2 separate regions of the Gossypium hirsutum genome follow, and region 2 is linked to region 1. A link is a contact called in public Hi-C data. All regions are on one chromosome and are shown on one strand. The core of a region is the stretch at or near the end of the contact, and the rest is flanking DNA. Distances in the headings are between cores, read along the strand shown.

Region 1 (5,158 bases), core at 893-3,392:
ATACTTGGTATGGAGTTTCTCAAAGATAGAAAATCAAGTAAATTGTACCTAAGTCAGAAAGGTTACATTGAGAAAATTCTTTACAGGTTTAATATGCAGAATGCTAAACCTATTAATACTCCTTTAGCAGCCCATTTCAGATTTTCATCGGCTTTGTCTCCACAATCAGATGATGAGATTGAGTACATGGTACATGTTCCATATTCTAGTGCAGTGGAATCTCTCATGTCCAAATTTATCATATGTAGTCAGTGCAGTTAGTAGATACATAGTGAATCTCGATAAAGAACACTGGAAAATAGTTTAGTGGATTTTAATATACTTATGAGGTACTAATAATGTTTGCTTACAGTTTGGAAGAACTAGAGATGAAGTCATTGGGTATGTTGATGCTGATTTTGCTGGAGATCTTGATAGAAGAAGATCTCTCACAGGTTATATCTTTACAATTAGAGGTTGTACAATCAGTTGGAATGCCACTTTGTAAACTACAGTTGCTTTGTCTACCATTGAAGCTGAGTACATGGCGATTACTAAGGCTTGTAAAGAAGCCATTTGGTTGAAGGGACTCTTTAGTGAACTCAATGAAGACGTTAAAATCAGTACAGTATTTTGTGACAATCAAAGTGACATCTTCTTTACAAAAGATCAAATGTTTCATGAGAGAACAAAACACATTGATATTTGATATCATTTTGTTCGTGATATTATTGCTCGTGGTGATATTGTTGTAAGCAAAATTAGTACTCTTAAAACTCCTACAGATATGATGACTAAGTCACTTCCTATAACTAAGTTTGAGCATTGCTTAGACTTGGTTGGTGTTCATTGTTGAAGTTAAACCCTTAAGGGATTTTCTAGCAGAGGTGGAGAACTTGTTCGTTGAGAGTTTGCAATGAAGAACTTGTTCATTAAGAATTCATGTCAAGGTGGAGATTGTTAGAATTGAGTAACCCGAATTCTGATTTAAATAAAATACAGTGATAAAATAAAATTGTAAAATCCATATAGAACTACACTTCTTTTATTTTTTTTTAGAATAATGTTTTTTAAACCTTATTAAACTCTATCTATTTGATATTGATTAGAATTGGGTATTTCAATCTTACTACATTCCTATTAGAATATGGTTTTACAAGCCTATAAATAGACATAGTCTACTCCTCTTATAATCATTCGAATTTGACATAGTGAATTTTCTTCTCCTCTGCCCGTGATTTTTTTCCCGAAAGGGTTTCCACATAAAAATATGTGTGTTCTTTATTTTTTCTTTCTCTTTTTTTATGGTATATTGTCATTACTAATATTCTATTTTTTTACACTAATTTTATGAATGAAATCCATTGCCTTCTTTCTCTCTCTAGATCTTTTCCTCTCTGTTTTCTCTCTTCTCTCGATTTTCTTCATTTCCATTGCAACAGGAAATTCTCTCCCATCACTATTAGATGGGGTCTATGTGCTGCAATACACATAATAGCCAAAGGTAAAAGCAAATGCTCAAAAGCAATTTGATGCCATTTGGAATTAATAGGCACATGATCATTTGGAATATGCGGCAACTTGATCTAAAATACATTTTATCTTAAATTCAAAAGGAAAAAACATTTTATCTCCAACTAATTGATATTTATATTTATACGTGTTAAAATCTAATTTATATACAATTCTTAATTTTATTATCAATTTTTTTACCAATGATTTATTAAAAATTAAATTCAAGTTTAAAGAAAATTCTACTTCAATCAAATTCAATCAAATCTATTGAAATCCCAAGCCTTAAATAGGTTGAATCTGATATTAATAAAAAGTAATTAGACAAAATCCAAATTAAAAGTTATAAATGAGATGCTAAATTTGTTTCCGAATAATGCATCTCAATTTGAATATTTAGTTCTTGATAATTTTTTTTTAACTTGGTTTTTAAATATTTTTATTCACATTAATTTCAGAACTTGACAATTTTTTTTAATTTAACCTTTAAATTTAAATAACATTAAGGTGTGATGATGACGTCAATTATTTGATGATGTGGTTTAATTTTAAAGTTTCAAGTCATTATATCTTAATAAAATTCAAATTTAAGAGCAAATTTGAAAAAATCTACTAAATTTAAAGTCTAACGGAGAAAAAAAAAAGCACCCAAAGAAATTGTGCGAGGGACTAAATAATAAAATATGATTTCAAACACAAGTCCAGGAAGAAGAAAAGAAAAAAAGCTCAATTATTGCAGAAGAGCCCAGATATTAGAGGTGGCCTAATAACAAACCCAAATCCAGCAAAAGATATTTTGGGCACTTTTATCATCCGGAAAAGAGAAGGCTGAAGCTGTCTTTGACACAAGTTTTTGAAGATGAAGAACCCGTGGTTCAGGTGAAAACAAAACAAATTATAGCAAAAATAGAATAAAAATAAATAAAATGGAATGATGGATTTGATGGTTTGCCTGCTAACATACGTTTTTCTATTTAACTCTGCAAACTTTATGAAGATTTAATGGACACTCTGTTTCTGCAATACATAAGAATCAACAATGGGTTTTAGATTGAATCTCAAAGGTGTTTTCCCAGTTCCTTCTCATTTTCTTCCCAATTATTCACCTTCCAGGCTTCCTTCTTCTTCTTCTTCTTCAGGTGAGTTCAATGGATTTTCAAATCCACTCTATCCTTCTTGCTTTACTTAAAAGGAAAGTTAAGCTTTTAAATTTTCTGAGTTTGGTTAGATTGTCAGTTAATTGCTTAGTTGAATTTGTATTGCTGCATTCTTTTAATGTTAATTGAAGCTAAGATGAAAATGATGTCCCTGTAATTTAGCGAAGTTTTAGATTTTGTTAAAAATTGAATATCTTGCTTTTTAGATTTAAAAATTCGAATTCAATCATTGACAGCTTTAGTGTTTTCAATCAAATTTGGTTACCATATCAAAAGTGTTTACTGAGTTCATAATGAATTGCTTTTGAAGTTGGTATGATTGTAAGAGTGTTTTGAATGCAAATTTTAGCAGAAAATACTAACTGCATTAAGATTGAGCAAGGACTTTTAAAATCTCAAACTTTATTCAAGAACAGGGATTCGCAACATGGTTTGGCCTAAAATTAACTTCGACTAAGAAGTTGGTTATTTTTCTATTTCGAGCTTTTACTATGCAGTCCATGCAATTGAATTCCAATTCATTCTCTGGCCTTATCTTATACCAAGTGCTTGTCTTTGGGTTGTTGTCAAATTTTCATTTCTTCCCTTGGTTTTTGTTCACTTCGATTTATTTTTCTTTAACACAGTTAGAGGGAAGGAGGCTTCTTTTAACTCAACCAGGCTGTCTTTAATATCTGATGAAGGTGTGTTTCTATCAAAAGATCCTCCAAAAGCATATGCTTCACCTGCAGCTCTGCAAACATTAGAAAATGGTTGCTCAGATATTGAAGAAAAGGTGTGTGGTTGAATATCAAATTATATCTACTGAACTGCACGCAACCCTTTATTGGATATTTCATAATTTTTCACTGTCAAGTATCTTGTATTATTGTGGATTTTTTTTTTTTCTCTTCCAGGTAAATATTGACAAGGGACCACAGTCACAGAATTGTTCCCATGTTATGGTTGGTAAATCGCATGAACCAATTAGAGGAAACAGATCTTCCTCGTGCGCAAGCCCACAGACATGCAAGGCATCACGTTATAACGTGCTTATGGATAATCTCCACGTTTTGGAGGAGACATTTGTTGATTCAGATGTGTTAAGATTGGAGAGGGAAATCCTAGTACAACTAGGAAGGCTTGGAGCTCTAAATTTATTCAATATCTTTCTGTCTCATAAACCTTCAAATATTTTCGACCTATCTGACGATGCTGCTAATAGTTTAGAGTGTATTATGAATGGTTTGGTGGATAGTGAAAAGGACAAGATAATTGTTAGCTCTAGAAAAAATAAACAACGAAGAAAAAGAAGAGAAAAAGCAGTAGAAACTACTACAATTTCTACACAGTTGCCGCCTACCAACACCCTACATGGACGTTATCAAAAGCCCAAACGTTCTTCTCCTAAAAGAATGTCAGACTCTAGAAAGAGAAGATCGGCAGTTGCTAGGAATGAAGTAGAAATGTCAAAGGGTGTTAAGGTTGTCTTACAAGCTTAGTATATGGAATGCATATTCTTTTGTTACACACATCTTAAGGCAACCTCTGACCTCTCTATGCTTTTTCCAAGCAGGTGGTTGCAAACTTGGAGAGGATTAGAGCAACTTTGGAAGAGGAAACCGGGAGAATTGTCAGCTTGAGTTGCTGGGCAGAAGCAGCCAAACTTACTGAGAAGGTGCTGCAACAGCATTTGCATTATGGTTGGTACTGCAGGGATGAGTTAATAAGGAGTACACGCTCCTTAGTCCTCTACTTTGCAAGGAACTATAGGGGTTTGGGAATAGCCCACGAAGACTTAATCCAGGTTAGTCAGGCCTTTTTGATATGCTTGGTTGTCTACATGCTACACTTGTTTTAATCATTTCCAATCAAGTTATTATTCTACATAAAGTAATTTTCTGAGCAGATCTTGCCTGATTAAAAATGCGGCTGCCTAGTTTTTTCTTTGTCTATGTTTACACTTTTGATGTTTTGGAATCTAATCAACAGTATGAATAGATTAGGATGAATCTTCTTATGGGAAGTATCATCTAGGCTAAACCACTAAAAATGCCCTTGGACTAGTTTACTTTTTTTAATAAGCCCCTATACTTTTACTGAACCCAAATAAGCCCTATGTTTTAATTTGTACTTAATTTAGCTTATATTTTAAATGAAATGTTAATTTATGTTAAGAGCATTTAGGCATAAATTAAAGGTTAAGGACTTATTTATATACAAGTTAAAGATTAAGGGCTAATTTCGGTATATATTAAATTTCAAGGGCTTATTTCAGTGTTCATCTAAATAAAGTAGTAAAGTTCAAGGGTCTACTTAATATTTTAGCTTATTAGCGATCATGTTGGAAAGGGTGCGTTGGTTTCTTAAATACTACAACAATTCTGATTATATAATAGCCTTGATGTGCTTTTCCAACTAGGTTCTCTCTTTAATTATATTGATAAGTAGTCATGAATTAGCATAACCAATCAGAAGAAAGCAAAATTTCCTTATGGAATCTGCCTAGTAAATTGTTAATTGTAATGTTT
Region 2 (5,015 bases), core at 2,378-4,877, 150 kb after region 1:
CATATATTAAAAATATATTATATTTGAGCAAAACGTCAAATTGACACTGGTTTAACACAGGCCCAAATTGTGCGATCCCATCCCCATTCTAAAATTGTATAAAAAAACATCCATGTGTTTCAAATTTCATAATAACAAAGAAAAATCATAAAAATGAATAATGTTTTATATAAAATATTAGAAAAAAAAATATATATAGTTAAACAAAAAGTAAATTATAAAAATAGTTATTTTTATTTACCTTAAATTACATTTTAGTCACTTACGTTATCGTTTTGTTACAAAGTTATCACTGTACCATTAAACTCCGTTACCTCCTTAACGATAGTCCTACGTGGCAGTCCAAATAGATTTTAAATGCTAACTTGGATTTCCAGTTGCTGGGATGAAAATAGGTTTTTAATTAAATAAATTGAATTTGGACTGCCACGTAGGACTGTCGTTAGGGAGGTAACAGAGGTTAACGATAGAGTGACCACTTCGTAATAAAACGATAACGTAAGTAGCTAAAATGTAACATTTTACACATAAGTGACTAAAATGTAATATAAGACAAACAAAAAAAGACTATTTTTATAGTTTACTTAATATAGAAATCACTAAAAAGCATGTAATTGTGAATGTAGTTAAAAACAGTAAAATAACTCACTATAACCAAAAGTAAAGAAACATAATTTACCAATAATTACATTAAAATATGGTTTTCAGAATTTTCCAACACATTTATTTATAAATCAAATATAAAGATGAAAAGAAAATAAATTAAAAACATATAAAATACCAAATGATTTTTAAAATAAAATTAGTTAGTATATTAATTAGTCAAAATTTTCATTCATATTTTTGGGTATTCAAAGGAAATTTTTAATTCATATTCTATTTGTTTGATATATAAATTTATAAAAGGTAAAACTAAATAAATTTGTATTTTAATGTATTTATTAAATCAACTTTATACTTTGCCACAATAATATTAGTTATTAATAGATTAAAGGTTGAAATTAACAATGTAAAATTATATGAGTAGAAATTTTGAAAATAAGATTATCGAAATTTTGGAAGTGAATTTATATAAACTAATTTAATTGGTTTCTTTGTTGTTGGTCAGTAATGCAAATATATAATTTTTATGATAAATATTAAATAAATAAAATTTATTTATTAAAATAAACCGCTTTAAATTAGTCAATTTGTCAAAATAATAATATGATAAATTAAATTAAATTTTGATAGTAAATTACTACTTTTTTTTATTGATTGTTATAAACATCAAGTTTATCTAGACTTTGCCATAAAGGTGTGCATGGGTCGGATCGGGCCGGGCCTATAAAAAATTTCTACCCGTTTTCAAGGCTCGGTCCGGCCATATTAATTTTTTTTGCTTTTTTTATTAAATAAAAAATTTTAAAATATAATAAATCAAATACATTTAAAAACATAAAAACAAATATTAAAACAAAAAAACAAATAAAAAATGAGACTAAAATAATTCTTAAAATAATACATAAATTAAAAATATAATAACAAGTAATTATATTAAAATTGAAAAATTGAAACAAATTAGAACTAAATTAAGAACCAAATTATATTAATAACAAAAGTTTTACAATATCAAAATAACATTAAAAACAACAAAAATAGTAAAGTCAAAGTACTAAAGTTACTTAAAATTAAAAATAAAAAATTTTTTAAAAATAATTTAATATTAAAATCGGGCTGGGCCAGGCCAAGCCCGGGCAAAAAAAATCTTACCCGGGGCTCGGCCCGTTTTCTAAACGGGCCTCATTTTTTGTCCAAGCCTATTTTTCGAACCTATATTTTTACCCAAACCCTCCAATTTTTAGGGCGGGCCTTCGGGCCGGGCCGGGGCGCCCGGCCCATGCACACCTCTACTTTGCCACCATCATTACACTTACCATAACCTCACCAACAACAATACTTCGTCAGAACCTAAGCCTTTGCGAATATATATACAGATAAAAACTCCTATAATCTATCTGTTGTCAACGACAAGTGTTGAATCCTTCCTAACATGTCTCACATATAAGATGTCGCCTAGTCATTTTCATCCCATTAATGCTGAACTAAATGGTTGTAGTATTTCCCAAGTGGGCAATCAAGATCTATACACATATCAAAACTAAGAGAAAAGTTCATTCTTACCTATAAATTTTGGTCCATAGCCTCATGAAAGATTTTATGTCTTTCATACCTTTTACACCGTTTAATTTTGGCTCAAAAATATTCTTCCCTTGAATTTATTTAAAAATTTAAATAATCTAATAGGAAAGATACACATTAAAATTTTTCAAGTTTGAGAGATATCTTTTCCTACATTTTTTTCAATATGTTTTTCGGTGATAAATAAAGACAAGGTTACTATTTGTTGATCATGGCAGTCGTGCTTATTTTGTTGTTGTATTCTAGGAGACTATTAACCACCGTTTCTCCAACACCAAATGAGCGGCAAAATCTGTCTTAAGAAGACTGTTTATACAGGCATCAACTACTAATACATTATTTCAATTTAATTTTATTTTCTGTTTTCCAATTTCATTTTTATTGTTCTTGTGATTAATATAAAATTTTATATTACTATTATTTTACTAACGTTTATGCAACATATGCGACGGGGTAATTCTTTTCATTTCTCAAATTTTTTGGTAGAAAAAAAAGGGAACATAGAATTACTTAATTTAGAGTACAATACAAAGCATAGTTGGTTTTATCAGCCATAAAACTAGAAAGCATGAAGTCGAGAATATCGAAATAGAAAACATAATCATTAAGGTACTATGTTAGTGACTTTCAGGTTTTCATGGAAAATAGAATTTATAACAATGGAGCTCAGGGGTTTTCACTTCCAGTTTGTAAATGGAAAAATATTTATGGGTTTTAATATTTTTTACCTAAAAGAAGGGGAAATTTTTATCAAATCCTCTCTGATTATTCTATTTTTTTCGTGGGGCTTATAGTGCCATGTGACATTTTTTTAGTGGGTTACGTGTTTTTCTTTGTCAGAAATTAATACCATTGAACTAAAGTATCATAATGATAAATGTAACAAAAATATAAGTATTGGACAATTGAAAACAGTGATAAATTTATGAGACTTGGCAACGGTCTGACCTCCCTTAAAATGTAAAAATATTATTTAAATTTTTAAATTTTTTAAAAATATTTAAAATAATAAGGATAAAATTATATATTAACCACTTAAAATTATAAAAAAATTAATTTAATTTTTTAAAAATTATAAAAAATATAAATTATAAAAAATTAAAATTTCATTCACCCTTTTACATTTTGCCTCTACCCTGATTGAAAAGAAAAGTATATCGAAAAATGTAGTGAAGTACATTGAAAATTTCTGCCATTATCCCGTTTTAAATTTATATATTTTAAAAGAAAAAAATGTAAAATTCGTCCTCAATATATTTTGAGGTGCTTAAGAGAAAAAGTGATATAATTTGAGGATCAATTTTGCATTTAAACCTTAGTCTAATTATGTTACAACTGACTAGCGGTTTCTATTTTGGGATAAAATGAGAGGAAAATGATAGTTTGAGGACCAAGTTTGCAGTTAAACCTTAATCTAATTACGGTTTAGTGGGAAAAAAATGCAAAACAACTCAAACGGATAAACCCTACCAAACGCAACGCTCAATTTCCTCCGATTTTTCCTTCGCGGTCTCGGACTTCGGTCTTTCTTTCGTCTTTGTGCACTGTTATTGAATTTCGAGTTTAGATCTGCTACTGTATTCCTTGAAATTCCGTGTTTGACCTTCTTCGTTGAGCATCCCAAACTGTTTTCCTACAATTCAACGAATTAGGGTTCCGGTCTGTTCTCTGTTTCGTTCTTTCGTGTTTAAAATCGCATCTGAAAAAAAAAAAGAAAAATTTTGAATCTTTCAAATATTTTGGTTTATAATCTAAACTTCATTAGCCCATGTTTGTTAAATATGTTTTATTCCCATTGCGGTTGCTTGAGTTTATTGGGCGTTAACGTCAAGCTTTCTTTTTATTCGGTGTCGTTTATGGGGTTTGTTAACTTCTGAAACTGATGGATACTCGGAGCCCTAACGGATCTTCGCCGCAGCAACCACGGTCTGTGAAGAATCATGGAATCACGAAACCAATATCCCTTGCGGGGCCTGTTGAGGCTGATATTCAATGGAATACCGAATTGGAGAAGGTAATCTCGCGTGTGCATGTGTGTTTAAGGATTGCATAGTTTTAATGATATTTAATCCACGAGTTGTCCTTTATTTCTGCAGTTTTTGATAGAGTCTGGGCTTTTCGAGAGCAAAGAAGGATCTTCGAAAAGGGAAGAGGTTCTTGGCCATATCACTGAGGTAATTAGCTAATAATTGAAGCTTGCTTGTTGCCATTAGAGGAAGAAAAATGTAAATAGTTGTTTGTACGTTGCTGTTTTGGGACTATTGGTTCATGTTTTTCATTTAATTACTAAGCACCTAGTTGGTTTGCACGTTATGGTGATTGCACAGTGATGTAACCTTTCATTTCTATTAATTATTTTGGTAAATCTTTCAGGGAAAAAGCATTTGCCGAGAAATAAACCAATTATGAAAGAGAAATGTACTGCAGATGGCTTTAGCATATTGTTTAGTTAAAGATGTTTGATCTCTTTTTTTTGTTCGGAAGTTTAGGTGTTTTGATCGAATCTCATATTTTGGTGTAGTTCTGAAAAAAGTGAATTATTTTCCTCATAGATTGTAAATAGTTGGGTAAAGCAATTAACACGTCAAAAGGGCTACACAGATCAGATGGTGGAAGAAGCAAATGCTGTCATTTTCACTTTTGGATCTTACCGTTTAGGGGTAAGTATGAACTCTAATTCTCTATGAAGTCTACTATTTCGTTAACTCATATTCTTTCTGACATTGCTTGGCGTTAATAGAAACTCTAGAATTATTAAGGTTTCTCTGTGGGCATGTACTTTGTCTGTTGGTCTGCTAACTGCCATATGTTAATTCTGTTTGGATTGTTTTGAT

What was found. Hi-C and Micro-C count contacts between places; a contact is called where the count stands out from the background.
Region 2: a Hi-C map of leaf shows a contact between it and region 1, with 1.6 times the contacts expected there. The contact joins the enhancer-like site here to the promoter of LOC107897079 in region 1. A contact is called at or near these places in 2 of 34 Hi-C or Micro-C datasets (both in leaf).

The regions. Positions count from the first base shown.
Region 1 is chrA06:31,983,539-31,988,696 of Gossypium_hirsutum_v2.1, forward strand. LOC107897079 (RNA polymerase sigma factor sigC) reads left to right here and starts at 2,143. Exons shown (of 8, transcript XM_041115747.1): 1 at 2,143-2,370; 2 at 2,489-2,630; 3 at 3,275-3,423; 4 at 3,545-4,111; 5 at 4,204-4,434. The coding sequence starts at 2,531.
Region 2 is chrA06:32,132,179-32,137,193 of Gossypium_hirsutum_v2.1, forward strand. It overlaps the pseudogene LOC107897088. Among protein-coding and RNA genes, the nearest start is that of LOC107897089, 11 kb to the right of the region's middle. Within about 2 kb of position 3,628, at least 7 of the 9 cell types and tissues checked have an H3K27ac peak or open chromatin away from gene starts, as enhancers often do. A contact at or near this core is called in leaf, where this site is marked.